Regions from separate parts of the Mus musculus genome. Here region 2 is linked to region 1. Evidence: chromatin contacts called from public Micro-C data. All regions are on one chromosome and are shown on one strand. The core of a region is the stretch at or near the end of the contact, and the rest is flanking DNA. Distances in the headings are between cores, read along the strand shown. Region 1 overlaps Ptprs (protein tyrosine phosphatase, receptor type, S). Region 2 holds the start of Nrtn (neurturin).

Evidence for each region. A called contact is a pair of places that touch in the nucleus more often than the background predicts.
Region 2: a contact with region 1 is called in a Micro-C map of embryonic stem cells, with 1.7 times the contacts expected there. The contact joins the promoter of Nrtn here to the enhancer-like site in region 1. A contact is called at or near these places in 4 of 484 Hi-C or Micro-C datasets (the G1E-ER4 cell line, the HL-1 cell line and embryonic stem cells), 1 of 115 datasets of contacts at active chromatin or transcription factors (bone marrow-derived macrophages) and 1 of 9 other capture datasets (adipose tissue).

What each region holds. Positions count from the first base shown.
Region 1 is chr17:56,422,253-56,429,150 of GRCm38.p6, forward strand. It overlaps Ptprs (protein tyrosine phosphatase, receptor type, S), which reads right to left. Exons shown (of 33, transcript NM_011218.2): 11 at 6,600-6,898; 12 at 5,687-5,880; 13 at 4,135-4,252; 14 at 3,075-3,674; 15 at 2,628-2,725; 16 at 1,773-2,026; 17 at 1,242-1,335; 18 at 931-1,146; 19 at 1-34. Among named protein-coding and RNA genes, the nearest start is that of Mir6977, 6.8 kb to the left of the region's middle. Within about 2 kb of position 2,944, at least 220 of the 459 cell types and tissues checked have an H3K27ac peak or open chromatin away from gene starts, as enhancers often do. A contact at or near this core is called in bone marrow-derived macrophages and embryonic stem cells, where this site is marked.
Region 2 is chr17:56,754,041-56,760,938 of GRCm38.p6, forward strand. It overlaps Nrtn (neurturin), which reads right to left and starts at 3,508. Exons shown (of 3, transcript NM_008738.3): 1 at 3,156-3,508.

The DNA of each region.
Region 1 (6,898 bases), core at 1,694-4,193:
GGAAGGGGTCTGAGAAGGGACTGGCTGCAAATGTCTGCAGGACAGAGGCAGCGGAGGGGCTGTCATCAGTGCTGGCCACATCCGGACCCCCAACTGGCCTAACGCCCTCTAGCTGTCTATGCCCGCTGCCGGGGCCGCTCCCAGGCTTCTCTCCTGGGGCACATGGGGGATGGGAAACCTTTTCTGTTGAGCTCCTGCTGATCCTTCTCAGCCCCAGCTAAGGTGGTGTTTTCCTCTAAAGGATGAACCCTAGGGACCCTCACCCCAACCCCGTGTCCAGTCAGTCTCTTTGTCCAGGCCTAGCCTTCTGTGAGCTCACAACGTCTATGCTTGGCTTTGGGGATCGATTTGGGTCAACCTCACAGAGAGGTCCACATATCCATAGAGCAAGCCACCAGGTGACCTCTGTACCTCCATTTCTATCCTGTCTCCAGGCTGGTGGGGAAGCTAGGATGTAGGTGGAAGCTAGGATGTAGGCGGAAGCTAGGATGTAGGCGGAAGCTAGGATGTAGGCGGACGCTAGGATGTAGGCGGAAGCTAGGATGTAGGCGGAAGCTAGGATGTAGGCGGAAGCTAGGATGTAGGCGGAAGCTAGGATGTAGGCGGAAGCTAGGATGTAGGCGGAAGCTAGGATGTAGGCGGACGCTAGGATGTAGGCGGAAGCTAGGATGTAGGCGGAAGCTAGGATGTAGGCGGAAGCTAGGATGTAGGCGGAAGCTAGGATGTAGGCGGAAGCTAGGATGTAGGCGGAAGCTAGGATGTAGGCGGAAGCTAGGATGTAGGCGGAAGCTAGGATGTAGGCGGAAGCTAGGATGTAGGCGGACGCTAGGATGTAGGTGGAAGCTAGGATGTAGGCGGACGCTAGGATGTAGGTGGAAGCTAGGATGTAGGTGGAAGCTAGGATGTAGGCAGACGCTGCCGAGGACTTACAGGCTCATTCTTCTGCAACACAGCAAGCACAAAGAGGACATAGCGGTGGCCTGGCTCCAAGCCCCTGTTGTCAAAGCCACCATATTGCTTCTGGTTCCCAGGATGGAAGACAGCTGGCAGGATGGAGAATCGAGCGGCGATGTAGGGCCGAGGCACCTCCAGCTGTCTGGAGTGGCGCAGGCTGCGCCTCTGCAGCCGGGAGATGTCCTGGATGAGCTGCAGAAAGAGTGTCACAGGCCTCAGCGCTCCTAGGGGAGACGGGCGTCACAGCCTGGCTGTGTGCAGGCCCCATGGAGACGGGGTGGCCTTACCTCCTCCAGATCCATGTCCTCTGGACTACCTAGTAGGACAGGGAACTGGCCACCTCGAGACTTCCGAAGTGGGACCATCACAATGAAGTAGTTCCTGTGGGTAGAGTTTCAGTGACACCCGTGTCCCAATCCCAACCCCTTGCAGTAACACGCCTCTACGTCCCAGTTCTTAGCTATCTGCCTTCTGCCTACTTCATGGCGTGCCAGATCTCAGTGTCCTGTGCATCCCTCAAAGCCCACGTGATCTTACGCCCTTTCCCCGCCTCCCAGGAAGCCCCTTGAGGTCCTCACTGCAGACTCCTAGCTAGGCCTCCCCGCTAGCCTGAAGCACAGACCAGAATCTTTTCGGGGGCTAAAGGTCGCCCAGTGAAGGGTCAGGCTTTATGGGGACAGTCGCATGAGGCAGGTTCACGTGACCCTTATCTCAGTAAGTGTGCAAATGGGGTCACAGAAGGGATGTGTGGCTCGATGCAGTCACATAGTGGGTTGACAGCTACAGGGACAGGTATGGGGGGAGGGGGGTTAGCATACTGCACGGTCACAGGACTCTGGCCATCAGGCAGGTAGACCACGATGAAACCGTCATTGTCGGGCTTCGGGGCGACGCTAGGCTTGCCACTGAGCATGTTAAAGGCGGTCCTGGCAGTGACCGTCTGCTGCAGGCCCCCCAGGCTGCTGCCACGGTTGGTGAGCACGAAATTATAGAAGGTGTGTGGCTTGAGGTGTGTGATCAGCTTCTTGGTCGTGCGGCCGTCCACATCCAGGGTGAGCCCATTGTACTGAATCTGTAGGCAGAGCTGGCTCAGCAAGAAATGGGCCGGGGCCTAGCAACCCCAGCAGAGCTGCAACCTCAGGCTGCCTGTCCTGGACCAATCCTGACTGAGCCTCACTTCTGGATGAACCATCTGACTGAACCTAAACCCAAACTTAGCTCCTGAGTTCTAATTCAGTACAGAGCTGACTGAGCTCCAGTCCAAAAATAACCTTCAGGTCCAACTAAGCCTTGATCCCTGATTGACCTTCAAACATGGCAAAGCCCTGGAGTTAGGCTCAGGAACAACTGACTGTTCGAGGAGGTCCCTTAACTCTAGCTTCTGACCAAGACTGAACAACATACTAAATCCTGGCTTTGGCCAGAACCCCAGCTCTGAGTGCCAGTCCTGACTAGGCTTCAACTTGACTGAGCCTTGATCCCAGGTTCAGTAGCAACCCTGACAGACCCTGATCCAGCTGTGATTAATCGTAGACTGCGCCTCAATCTCAGACTAAACTGTGAAATCTAAGTATCATCGAATCCTGATCTGGGGTGGCCTTGACTGTGCCCAATCTCCCTCAGGCTCCCAGATTTTACCTCCCGCCCCGCCCCTTCCTCCACTGTTGTAGTACCTTGTAGGGTGTGGGTGAGTTATAGTTGTCGGGGAACTCCCAGCTCAGCAGCACTGAAGTCTTCATGATCATCTTCACCTTGAAGTTCTTTGGGGAGACTGAGGGCGGCGGCAAGCAGGGAGAGAGAGAAAGATGGCCCAGTAAGAACCGGGCGCTGGCTAAGGGGCGCGTGGGGCGGCCCCTGTTGTCCCTGTGGTCCGCTGTGCCCTCGGCCTTCCTGCCTGGCCCGGCCCTGCCTGCCCTGTCCCCAGTGCCTGCTGCTGCTGCTGCAGAGACGGCGCGGCTGCGGAGAAAAGCGGGAGGGGCGTAGCAATGGGCGTGGCCTCCAAGCCGCATCCCACCTGTGCCTGCCGACCGACCGACTGGAGCCTCGGGCGCCTGGGCTGAGTCTGGAGGCCGAGACTTACCTGTGGGGAGGGGCGGGCCGGGGCCCGGGGCGGCGCCTACCTGGGTCCCGCGCGAGCCTGTAGCGCAGCGGGGGTGAGAAGGGGCCCGGGCCGCGACGCGTGTGTGCGCGCACGCGTAACTCGTAGGCCGTCTCCGGCCGCAGCCCTCGCAGCGTGAGCGCTGTCTCGGCCCCCGGCTGGGCGGCCGCCGCCAGCTCCGTCTCGGTCGCGGGCCCAGGGGCGCCGGCCTCCCGCACGGACACCGTGTACTTGATGATGGCGCCGTTGCGCTCGGCGGGCACGGGTGGCAGCCAGCGCAGTAGCACGGAGCCCGCGGACACGTTGCCCGCGGCGCCCAAGATCTGCGGGAAGCCGCGCGGAGCGTCCTCGGGGATGCTCAGCGCTGCCGCGGCCTCCTCGCCCAACCCCGCGCGGCCCCGCGCTGCCAGCCGGAACACATAGGTGGCGCCCTTGTGTGCAGGCGCCGCGAACCGCCGCTCCCACGCAGCCAGCTCCAACGTGGCCGGGGCCGCGTCTTCGCGCCCAAACTGCAGGCGGTAGCCAAGCACCGGGTCCTCGGCCGCGTCCGCGGGGGGCTCCCAGCGCGCCAGCAGGCTGCCCTCGGGGGTCTGCTGCACCGACAGGGTGGGGCGGCCCAGCACTGTGGAGGGAGAAACAGCTGCCCTGCCACGTTTCTCCAAACCCCAAAGGCAGCCCCTCACTGAGGGATTTCTGCGCAGGGACCCACCCTTGACCACACTCCCAGTCCTTAAGGTCTAGTTTTTAAAGGTACATTTTAGGAAGGACTTCCTTTAAGCAAAGACTTGGATTCCCTGTGAGGCACATGGACCTATTTTGGGCTACCTTTAAGCTTGACTCCCACTTTGCAGCTGAGAGGAGACAGCCAAATGAGTATAGTGTCTGGTGAGAGGGAGTGACTTGGGCAGAGATGGATATCAGGGCCAGCAGTGCCTGGCCTCTGGAACCTCTGAAAAGGGCCCATGTCTTTCCTGTTTTGGGTCCACCTGGCTGGTGCGTCTTAAAACCACTCTGGCTTGAGAATCATGGGAAATGCTCTTGGCCTTGTGGAGCCAGAGGCTGTGCAGTGGATAGGTATCTACCTGCTCCCTTGGTCACCACCACCTTCGGTTTGCTGCGAGCGCCATCGCCTTTCATGGTATACGCGGCTACTGTGATAGAGTAAGCAGTCTCAGGCTGGAGGTTCGTTATCACCATTTCCTGTGGGTGGGATGGGTGGGCACGGTCAGCAATGGTGCCAGCCCTGCTCACCTTCTCCCCTAAGAAAGTCACAAGAGATGATGCCTCCAGTCCACAGGCAACATGCTGGTGAGCTCATGCACAGGCTGCAACATGCAGTGTCCACACTCCTGTCAGAAACACACAAGCTGGGCACACAGCCACCACCAGGTCCCCTGCTCCTATACCCAGGGCAATAGCCATCAGAGAGCATCCCGATCAGAATCATTCCTCCAAGGCGCCCACCTTCTCTGGAGTCAGGTCAATTCTCTATAGTCCACCAGACCCTGCTCATCTGCTGCCCCGCTCTCCTTCCTCCCTCTCTGCTTCTCAAAGGCACTGCACTCCAGCTACAGGGGGGTCCTGGGTGTTTCTCTAACATCCCAGGCCCCATCCTACCCCAGGGCTTGGCTTCCCCCTGAACCCACTGGATTATCAGAGCTGCCCACAACCAACTTGAGAAATTCAACAGTTAACCCTATCTGGAATCTGAAAGCCAGTTATGAAACAGCCATCTAATGTTAAGATGCAAGCTGCAAACTTAAAATGGAATAACTCTGAGAAGAGAGGCAGGATGGAGAGGTGCGGGCCACGACTCAAGCCAGCCCTGAAATTCTAAGGTGAAGATTGGGGTGTCAGGCTAATCCTGTCTCCGATCAAATCCCGAAGCAATAAGCCTCTGCCTTCCTACTGTGCTGACCACCCCATGCTTGGTGCTTGCCCCTATACAGGTAATAGTGTGACTCCATGTTGGGGCACAGTTTGTTTACACTGTACCCCAGGCAGCAGATGTTCAAGCACACTAGGTCCTGATGCCCACCTGGGTGGCTCTGGTCAACACACACAACACACACACGCACGCACGCACGCACGCACGCACGCGCGCGCGCGCTCGTGCCTGGCAGTACAGAAATTCTCAGGAACACAGGAGTGGAGGGAGGAGACAGAAACAGGCAGGAAAGAAAGAGGGTCTCCCTTTGGGGCATGAAACCCCTGTAGGGCACAGGCCAGGTTAGTGGCAACTCTGGACCTTGTACAGAGCCTCTGTGTCTCCTGTCAAACGGACTCAGAGCAGCAGAGAGACAGGCAGTGTCTTGCTTGAGGACACAGTGCAAATTCACCCTGCTCTAGAGCCACCTCTGACAGCTGTCCTTCCCGACCCTAGGTCCATCAGAAGCTATGGAGGGCACGCAAGGACACAGGTGGGGAGACCACAGGCATGCAGAATGCACAGAGAGGACAGCAGAATGGCCTGGAAAACTACTTACATATTCGGCAGTGTCGTCCATCTCCCACTGAGCGGGAGGCGGTGGAGGGAGAGAGAGGAGGGAAGTGAGAGGGGAGCCAGCAGCGGAGTGGGGAGCAGAGAGGAGACAGTGCCCAGGCACCCCTGCCACCCCAGCCGTGCCTGCCCACCTGGGCATCCGCCAGCATGATGTCCTTGATGCGCGGTGGCCCGCGGGCCTCGGCACCCTCCATGCGCACATAGTGGACCTGGTAGCCGCGGATCTGCCCGTGCTGCCGGCCGGGCGTGGGCGAGCGCCACAGCACTCGGATGGCTGTGGCGTTGAGCGCCTCCGCCTCCACCTTCCGCGGGGGCGCGCTGGGCACTGGCGGGCAGGAGGGGGGCAGCGGGGCTGTTACCAGGGCGCCAGGCCCTGCCCCTGGCCAGGGTGTTGGATAGCTGCTGGCCTGGGAAAGGCATGGCCCTCCTCTACCCCCTATGTTCCCAGGACCTGCTGCAGCACCACATAATGACCACCACGGTCCCCAGAGCCCGTGGCCCTTCTCCATGGCCCCATCTGAACTGATACACATCCCTGCAATCTACAGATGGGGAAACTAAGGCTTGGAAAATGGAATCCGTGACCCCAAAGCTGGGACTGCACTAGGCAGTCAGGTAGGAGTTCCCCAAACGCCATCATCTCCTGGTCTAGTAGGCCAGCAGAACAACTGCTCAGATTTCATCAGGTCCAAACCCTCCCTCTACCTGCACTGACACTAACAGCACTTCTTCTTCCCATGGTGCTTGGCTCCCAGCCCTGGCCTGTAGCTCACACTAGCTCTTCACTGGAGGCTATCTGGCCTCTAACAGGCCGCTGTGGGTGTATGTTGGTGGAGGTGGCCGCCTGCCTCCAGGCAGGATGGTGCAGGGCCCCAGAGCACCTAAGACTCAGGAGGCCACCTACAGGCATACCCTGGGAGGAGGGCACCCAACTTCGAGGCCAGCTTGCACTGGCTTCCTGGCTCCCGCTGACCCCAGTCCCGTCCCAGAGCTGGAGCTGCCAGGGGCCGGCGCAGCCCGGGTATGGCTTGGGCTGGTGCTTACCGTCCTCATCGGTGCGGACGACCACGGGCGAGCTCTCGGGCCCTGGTCCCACCTCTGTGTAAGCCACGGCGGTGACACGGTACTCCGTCCATTTCTCCAAAGCTTCCAGAAGGATCTGAGTGGTGGTCGGGGGTATGTTGTTCACCTCCTTGGGGTCCGGGTCCTCTGAGCCCAGCGGTCGGTAGCGGACGCTGTAGCCCACGAGGGCCCCGTTGTGAGTTTCTGGCGGTGGCGGGCGCCAACTTACCAATATGGCCGTGGAGCGCAAGCTGGTGCACTTAACGTCTTGAGGGGGGGCT
Region 2 (6,898 bases), core at 2,258-4,757, 330 kb after region 1:
GGGGGAGGGGAGGGCCGAAGTTCAGTTTTCTGAACCTGTTTCTCAGCCTGCTCACTCCTTGTAACCCACAGGGTCTCCTGTAGCCCAAGTATGTAGCTGAGGGTGACCCTGCACTCCTGCCTCCACCTCCTGAGAGCTGGCGTGATATGTGCTACTGCCTGCGGTTTGGGGAGGTCATTCAATTCTAGAAAATCATGGGGGCACCAGGGGAGGAGGGACTCCCAGACCTACACTTTCCAGAGTCCGTGCTTCAGTTTTCCCACCAGTCACAGTTTTTCCCAGACAGTCTATGGATTCTTAGTGGTTCCAGATGGGGAAACTGAGGCCTCCCGGAGCCTGGGTCCTCACCTCCTTCCGAGGGCCCCACCCGCTGGCGGGACGCACATCTGGGGGCAAAGCAACAACATCTGCGGAGCACAGCTGTTTCCGATGAGCTGTGGGGGCTGTGGCCTGGGGAGGCATTTGGGGCTTGATGGGTTGAGGGGGGGAACATAGCCGCTCCCTCCCAGTCGAGAGAAGGGGCAAGACCCCCCCAGGGCTGCTACACCTCTAGAGCCCAAGCGATGCTGTACTGACCAAACTCCTGCTCATACCTCAAAGCCCCAATTCCAGTGGCCCCCTACACTTAAAGAGATTTCATCTTATTTCCATGTGTATGTCTAGGGGAGCACGCGCCGCAGCGTGCCTGTGCGGAAGTCGGAGAGCAACTGTCAGCTTAGCCACCCCGTCACCATACATTCTTCAACACAGGACAGTGGTGGCTCAAACGTCGCTCAGTAGTTGGACTTAAAATGGGGAAGGGGGTGGAGTCTCCGCGACTCTGCAGCCTCTGTTGGGAAGCCCTTTTCCTTCCCACCCTGTTACTCCCTGTTCCCTTCACCCCCTCCCCAGCCCGCGACAGGCAGAACCAGAAAGGTGGACTTTGCGCGGCAGGGCACACAGCACAGCAGCTGGTTGTGAGCAGGAGGCCCCACGCATAACCGGATCAGGCTAATGCGGGCTGAGCCGCTGGCGCGGGGCCCTGAGGGTGGCTGGGAAGAGTCACCCGCTAGAGTCCTGGCCATCTGGCTTGGAAGGGAAACTGAGGCAGGCGCCGGATGCGGCAGTAACAGGGTGGGGAGGGAGGGCACTTGCCTGTCCTCTCCTTCCTTCCCAAATTCAAAGTTTGGTCTCAGGTCCTAGATAAAGGTGTCTGTTCTCCGAGCCTCAGTTTCTCCAGGCGAGAACTGGGAGCCTATCTGAACCTCAGTTTCCCCAGCTGGGAGATGGGAGAGCATCTGGGCCTTAGTTTCCCCAGACGGGAGCTGGGAGTCTAGGCGGCCCGGCACTTTCTTTCTCTTCTTATTCTGTTTACTTATTGAACTTTTAAAGGAATTCTTTTCATTATTTTATATATACGTGTGAATGCGAGGCAAATGCAGAGGCGTTGACCACCCGAACTGGCGTCACAGGCTGCGTGGTCAACAGGGAGAGCTCTGGTATCAAGGACTTATTTGTAAGTTTGCTCTCATCTCTCTTTTGAGTCAGTGTAGCCCAGGCTGGACTCTATGTATCCAAAGCTGACTTTGAACTCCTGATGCTTCTCCCTCCAGATCCTGAGTAGCTCTGACAATGGCCAGAGGCGCCACACCTATTCCCCATTCTTCCTCTGTCATACTTCCAGAATATTCTCCCCACCACCACCACCACCACCACCACCACCACCGGGTCACCCTGACTGTCCCCAAACAAGCCAAGCACTGTCCCTTTCTTCCTCACTTACAAAACTCCTACTCATCCTGCTCAGCCCCAGTTGTAATGCCCCTCCTCCAGGAAGTCTTCCCTGAGTCTCCTGCTCCTCCAGAGTCTCCGGTCATCACCTAGTTACACGAGTTCCCACGTCCCACGTCTGTGCATGCCAGTGTGTCTGCCTCTAAGACACTGCCCACAGGCAAACATTTGTCAAAAACATCTCTAGCTTTTGTGTTGTTTTGGTTTGGTTTTTGGTTTTTGGTTTTGTTTTGGGTGCCTGGCTCAGAGTTTGTGTGATTGTTTTTTATTTAATTCTGAGAAACAGGATGGTAGCATTTCGGGACAGGATGCCCGGCTGAGGGGCTGAGGTGGGGTACCCAGCTGAGGAGGGTACCTGAGGTGATGGGGTGTAATCCGGCTGAGGGGGGTGCCTGGCTGAGAGGGACATTTCTCACTACCTGGCACAGCCAGCCCTTTGTGGTAGCATAGGGGTTTGCAGCAGGCTCAGGAGGTCCCCTATGGAAAAGCAGATGAAAGAGCAGAAGGGATGGGGGGGGGGGGTGGCCTTGGGGCTAGGGGCTGGGGTGGGACAAGCTGGTCAGGCTGGAATCTACCTGCTGCTGATATCCTGCCAGTCACACCCCATAGGGCTTCCTCAGCCCGGGGCACTGACACACAAAAAGGGTGTCCCAGACACCAGGGATGTGAAGCCCCACGAAGGCAGTGGGACAGAAACCAGTTCCCAGCACTCTCGCCCCCTCGAAGTTCCCCAGCCAGACCCAGTGAGGCAGGCAGGTGGCAACCTCAACACACACACACACACACACACACACACACACACACACACACACACACGCATCTTAGCATCCTGGGCTTTAGGATTTCTGCCTCCCTGTCCCACCTGATGTCTGCCCACTCTCTGCAGCAAACTTGGGTGGGCCTGGTGACTTCTTACCCATAAACCGAGTTATCTGGGGATAATCTGGAACAAGAACTCGGAAAGTGGGGAACACACCCCCGTTTCTAATCTGAGCTTTGCCCTTAAGGGACCCCCCCTCCACTAAAGAGCCCCACGCCCTCTTGTGGCTGAACAGCGATTCAGGAGCCCAGTGGCCCGGCCCTTACCGGGGAGGACACGGTGTCCCCAGGAACGCAGGGAACGCGCCCCTGACTGTTTACTTCTGTGCGCCGCAGGGCTGCGCGCCTGGGCCCCCTCCCAGGGTTTCCTGTGACCACGAAGTACCCCTACTCCATTCTCCCTGACCGACGGGGCGCTCACGGGGGCCCGCTGGTCCAGCAGCCTTCCACAGGCATCGAGAGTCGTAGGAGCCCAGAGCGCACCCCGTCGTGTACGGAGCCCGGCACTGACCTGGTAGGGGAAATTTGGGGACGCCCCCCGCACTGCACTCCGGGACTCTGCTTACCTGCCACGGGCTCCAGATGACCCGGTCAGTGGTGACTCCTCCGACCACCCGAGCCCGGCCCGGCCCCAGCCACTGCGTGCGCCATCCGGATCGCGGGGACCGGAGGCGACCCGGGGACCCCGTGCCGGAGGAGGCCACCGCACAGGGTGCGGGACACGGGCCGGGCCATGGGGTTCCCCCCCTGGCCTCTCTTTCTCTGTCTTCCCCGGGCTCGCCGGGCTCAGTGAACCCCGGGGTGGCGCGCGTGGGAGGCTGGAGCGCGCTCAGGACGCGGGGCCACGCGAGGAGCGCCGGGCGCGGGGCACACGGACGAAGCCACCGCGCGCTCTCCCTCCGCTCCCGCCGCGCACCTCAGGCCGGCTGGGCTCGAGGGGGCGTGGCCTTCCCGGAGGCGTGGACGTGGGCGTGGCGTAGGGTTTCCCGGGCTCGGGAACCGCCCTCGTCCTGCCCACAGCTGTAGGGGCGCTCCGGGAGAGCAGGTGGCAGGAACGTGGGAGGCCCTAAACAGCCACACTGCTCCATCGATCAGTTGGTTGATCCACTCCTCCCGGGGACTCTCCTTTATCTGAGACTTTGCGCCCCGAATCTAGTCCTCACTAACTTTGCACATTCCTGCCCCAGGTCTCCAACTCCCTATCTAGCTCCTCTAAACTACCAACCAGGGAGAATCTCTATAGCATCGCCCCTCAACCCAAATTGCTGTTCCGGCGCTCTGAAGCCATCTAAGAATCTCAAGACACACGTGACCCTCCCTCCCAACCAAAGGCCACTCTGCACTCACCCATGGTCCCCTCACAAGTCCTCCCCACCCCTAAGCCCACCCCTCTATCCTCTCCAAGAAAACCCTCCCAGGGAAACTAAGTTCAGTCTCTTAGATAACCTAGATTATGTAAAATTGAAGATCCTGTTGTCCGCGGTGAACTAATGCTTCCCACCATCCTGCCCCTCAGAGCACCATTGGGAGCGGGGGGGCGGGGGGGGGGCGGGGACGACCTCTGTTTCTCACAAATGACTTCCCTCCTAAAAGCACCCTATCTGGGACTTGATCACTCAAACCCACCACACCCTACTCTTCCTGTGATCCGCAAGCGCCCCCTAGCGGGGCCCGGTCACTCAGAGATGGGGTGGGTGGGGCGAGACCTACTGTGGCCACGCCCCTGCCACACCTGGTTGCCGAGAAACCAGGGTTGAGGCTCCTCCCTCTTTGACATCCTTTGCCAAATCTTCAGCTCCCTTGGCTGCCACCTGCCCCTGACTTAAGGTTCACTTATCCCAGAAGCCTTTTCAGTACCAGCCTCCCAAACAGCCCCACCCCTTCCCAAGGGCCTAACGCTGGTCATAGAGTGTGCTCATGTGCATGTCAGGTGCAGTTGGTAATGAGGGTTTATTTGACTCCGTGGGTCAGAACAGTAGACTCTGAAAGTCACCTGTATGTTCAGAGACCTGAGGCTGATTCCTTCCTGTGCCTGAGGCTTCCCAGGGCCCAGGGCATGGCAGGGGTGAGGTGGAGGATAGGGTCAGGGTGTTTGTGTGTGTGGGGAGATGGGACAGGGAGATGGGGCAAGGGTGTGGGTGTGGGAGATAGGGCAAAGGTGTGGCACGGGGAAAATGGGGAAGGTGGGGCGGGGTGGGGGTCTGGGGGAGACAGGTGAGGGCCTAGCATGGGGGAGACAGGTGAGGGTCTGGCATGGGGAGTCGGATAAGGGCCTGGCATATGGAGATGGGACATTCAGGATGGGTCCTTCCAACCTGTGCTTTACATGAAGGTACATCTTTCCCATCCCTGTTGTCACTCAGAGCTGGACACCTGGTGAGTGCGTGCTAGCACACACAGAGTTTGACAGCAGGACACTTAACTGTAGGCTCTGTACATACCAGAGGCAAACTGACTTTACACACAGAGGATCTCCCCTGAGGCTGGCTCCTGCACACACACTCAATTCTGCTACAGCCTGGTGCTGGATGACATACACAGACCCACACCAGGCAATACACATAATAAACAATATAGCTGTTCCCTGTCTCCTCTGTCACACCCACCACTGGTGCAAAGCCCACCCCCCCAGCATACAATATGTGCAAGAAAATCCCACAGCTCCTTCAGGCACACACATGACACACATGGGGGGCTGGTATGGGAGGCCAGGGCCTCCTTGCACACAGAGCTAGCCAGAGCCCACCCCTACTGGGCCAGCCCCCATGAAGCTGTCACCAGCCGTCCTGTGGCCACCTCTGTTCACCCGGCCCAGCTGTGACGGGGGGTGGGGCAGACAGACACATGGAGTGCAGGACACACACATGTGCCCACCATGTGGACGCTCATAAAACGGTTGTCCTGGCAACAGCAACTTGAAAGACTGGGCTCTTCCTCTGGGATAGGGGTGCAAGGGTAGAGCTGACAGCGTCAGGCGAGTCAGGAGCAAAAGGTGGGGACACAGAACTTGCACCCACCTATGACCCCATTTTTGAGTCACATGGTTTGCTACAAAGACTTACAGGGAATCTCATCAGCCTCAGATACACAAAGTGGCTGCCTTGCTCAGGGCTGGTCGTGGTCACACCAGAAATACAAGTGTCATCTATTCCAATAGCCTTCCAGATCACCCACACATTCTGCCACCCCTTGAGACAGACAGCAACTGACAGACGCCCTGTCGTGCTCTGTGAGTCACACCTCAGCTGGGAACTGGGACAGAGAGAGAGAGAGACACAGAGAGAGAGACAGAGACAGAGACAGAGAGAGACAGAGAGAGAGACAGACACAGAGACACAGAGAGACAGAGACAGAGACAGACAGACAGACAGACAGAGACAGACAGAGACAGAGAGAATCAGAATTCTTCCAGAATTCTTCATTCTTACACCAGCTAAGATGAGGCTGATCCCCAACTGGGATCTGGGATCTTGTTGGGTGAGGGATATGCTTCATGGAGACCAGCCAGTTGATGTCACCTCCCTTGGAGAAGGGTCACAGCCATCTAGGCAGCTGACCCCAGGGCTGCTGGGCTTCAGTGTTTACAGTATTTTATGTTTAGACTCTTGTCCCGGATGCAGGCTATGTAGGACTAGAGACCAGTTTCAACAACATTTGAACCTCCCACAGCATGGGAACAAATGTGGGGTAGCATCTAGTGTCCCATCAGAGCCTAGCATTGGGAAACTGAGGCTCAAAGATGCACAGACACATGCAGTCCCTTTCTTTGATCCATTTCAACCAGAATGCCGGGCCCTGTTAGAGATGGTGGCAGCCTGAGTTCAGAGCCCCCACCCACCTTGTGCTGGAATTCATTTTCCTTCTGCATCTATCTGTTCCCGCATCTCCGAGCGACACCAGCCACAGCCTGCCCTGCCACCAGCCTGTTTGGTAATCGACAGGTTGTTGTGAAACCAGAGGCTCAGAGAAGTCATGCAGCAGGCTCCAGGTCACACAGCAAGAGTCTGTGTCTTGGGTGTTGGTATTCTGTCCAGACTCCACCCTCACAGTTACCTGGCAGCAGCCAGGTATGCTCCTCCCCACAGTTGGCAACAGCCAGGTTAGGCCGGTCCACTAGAAAAGGGGCTGCTTGGCCACTCTTCCCTCTCTTACTCTCTTGTCTCTCTTAATCTTGCTTCCCGCTTACCCCCTCTCTCCCCATTCCCTTCTCCCCTCTCTCCACGTGGCCATAGCCAGTCTCCACTTCTCTACTCTCTCCTTCTCTCTGTCTTTCTCTGCCTCTTAACTCTCCTCCCCATGCCCTGAATAA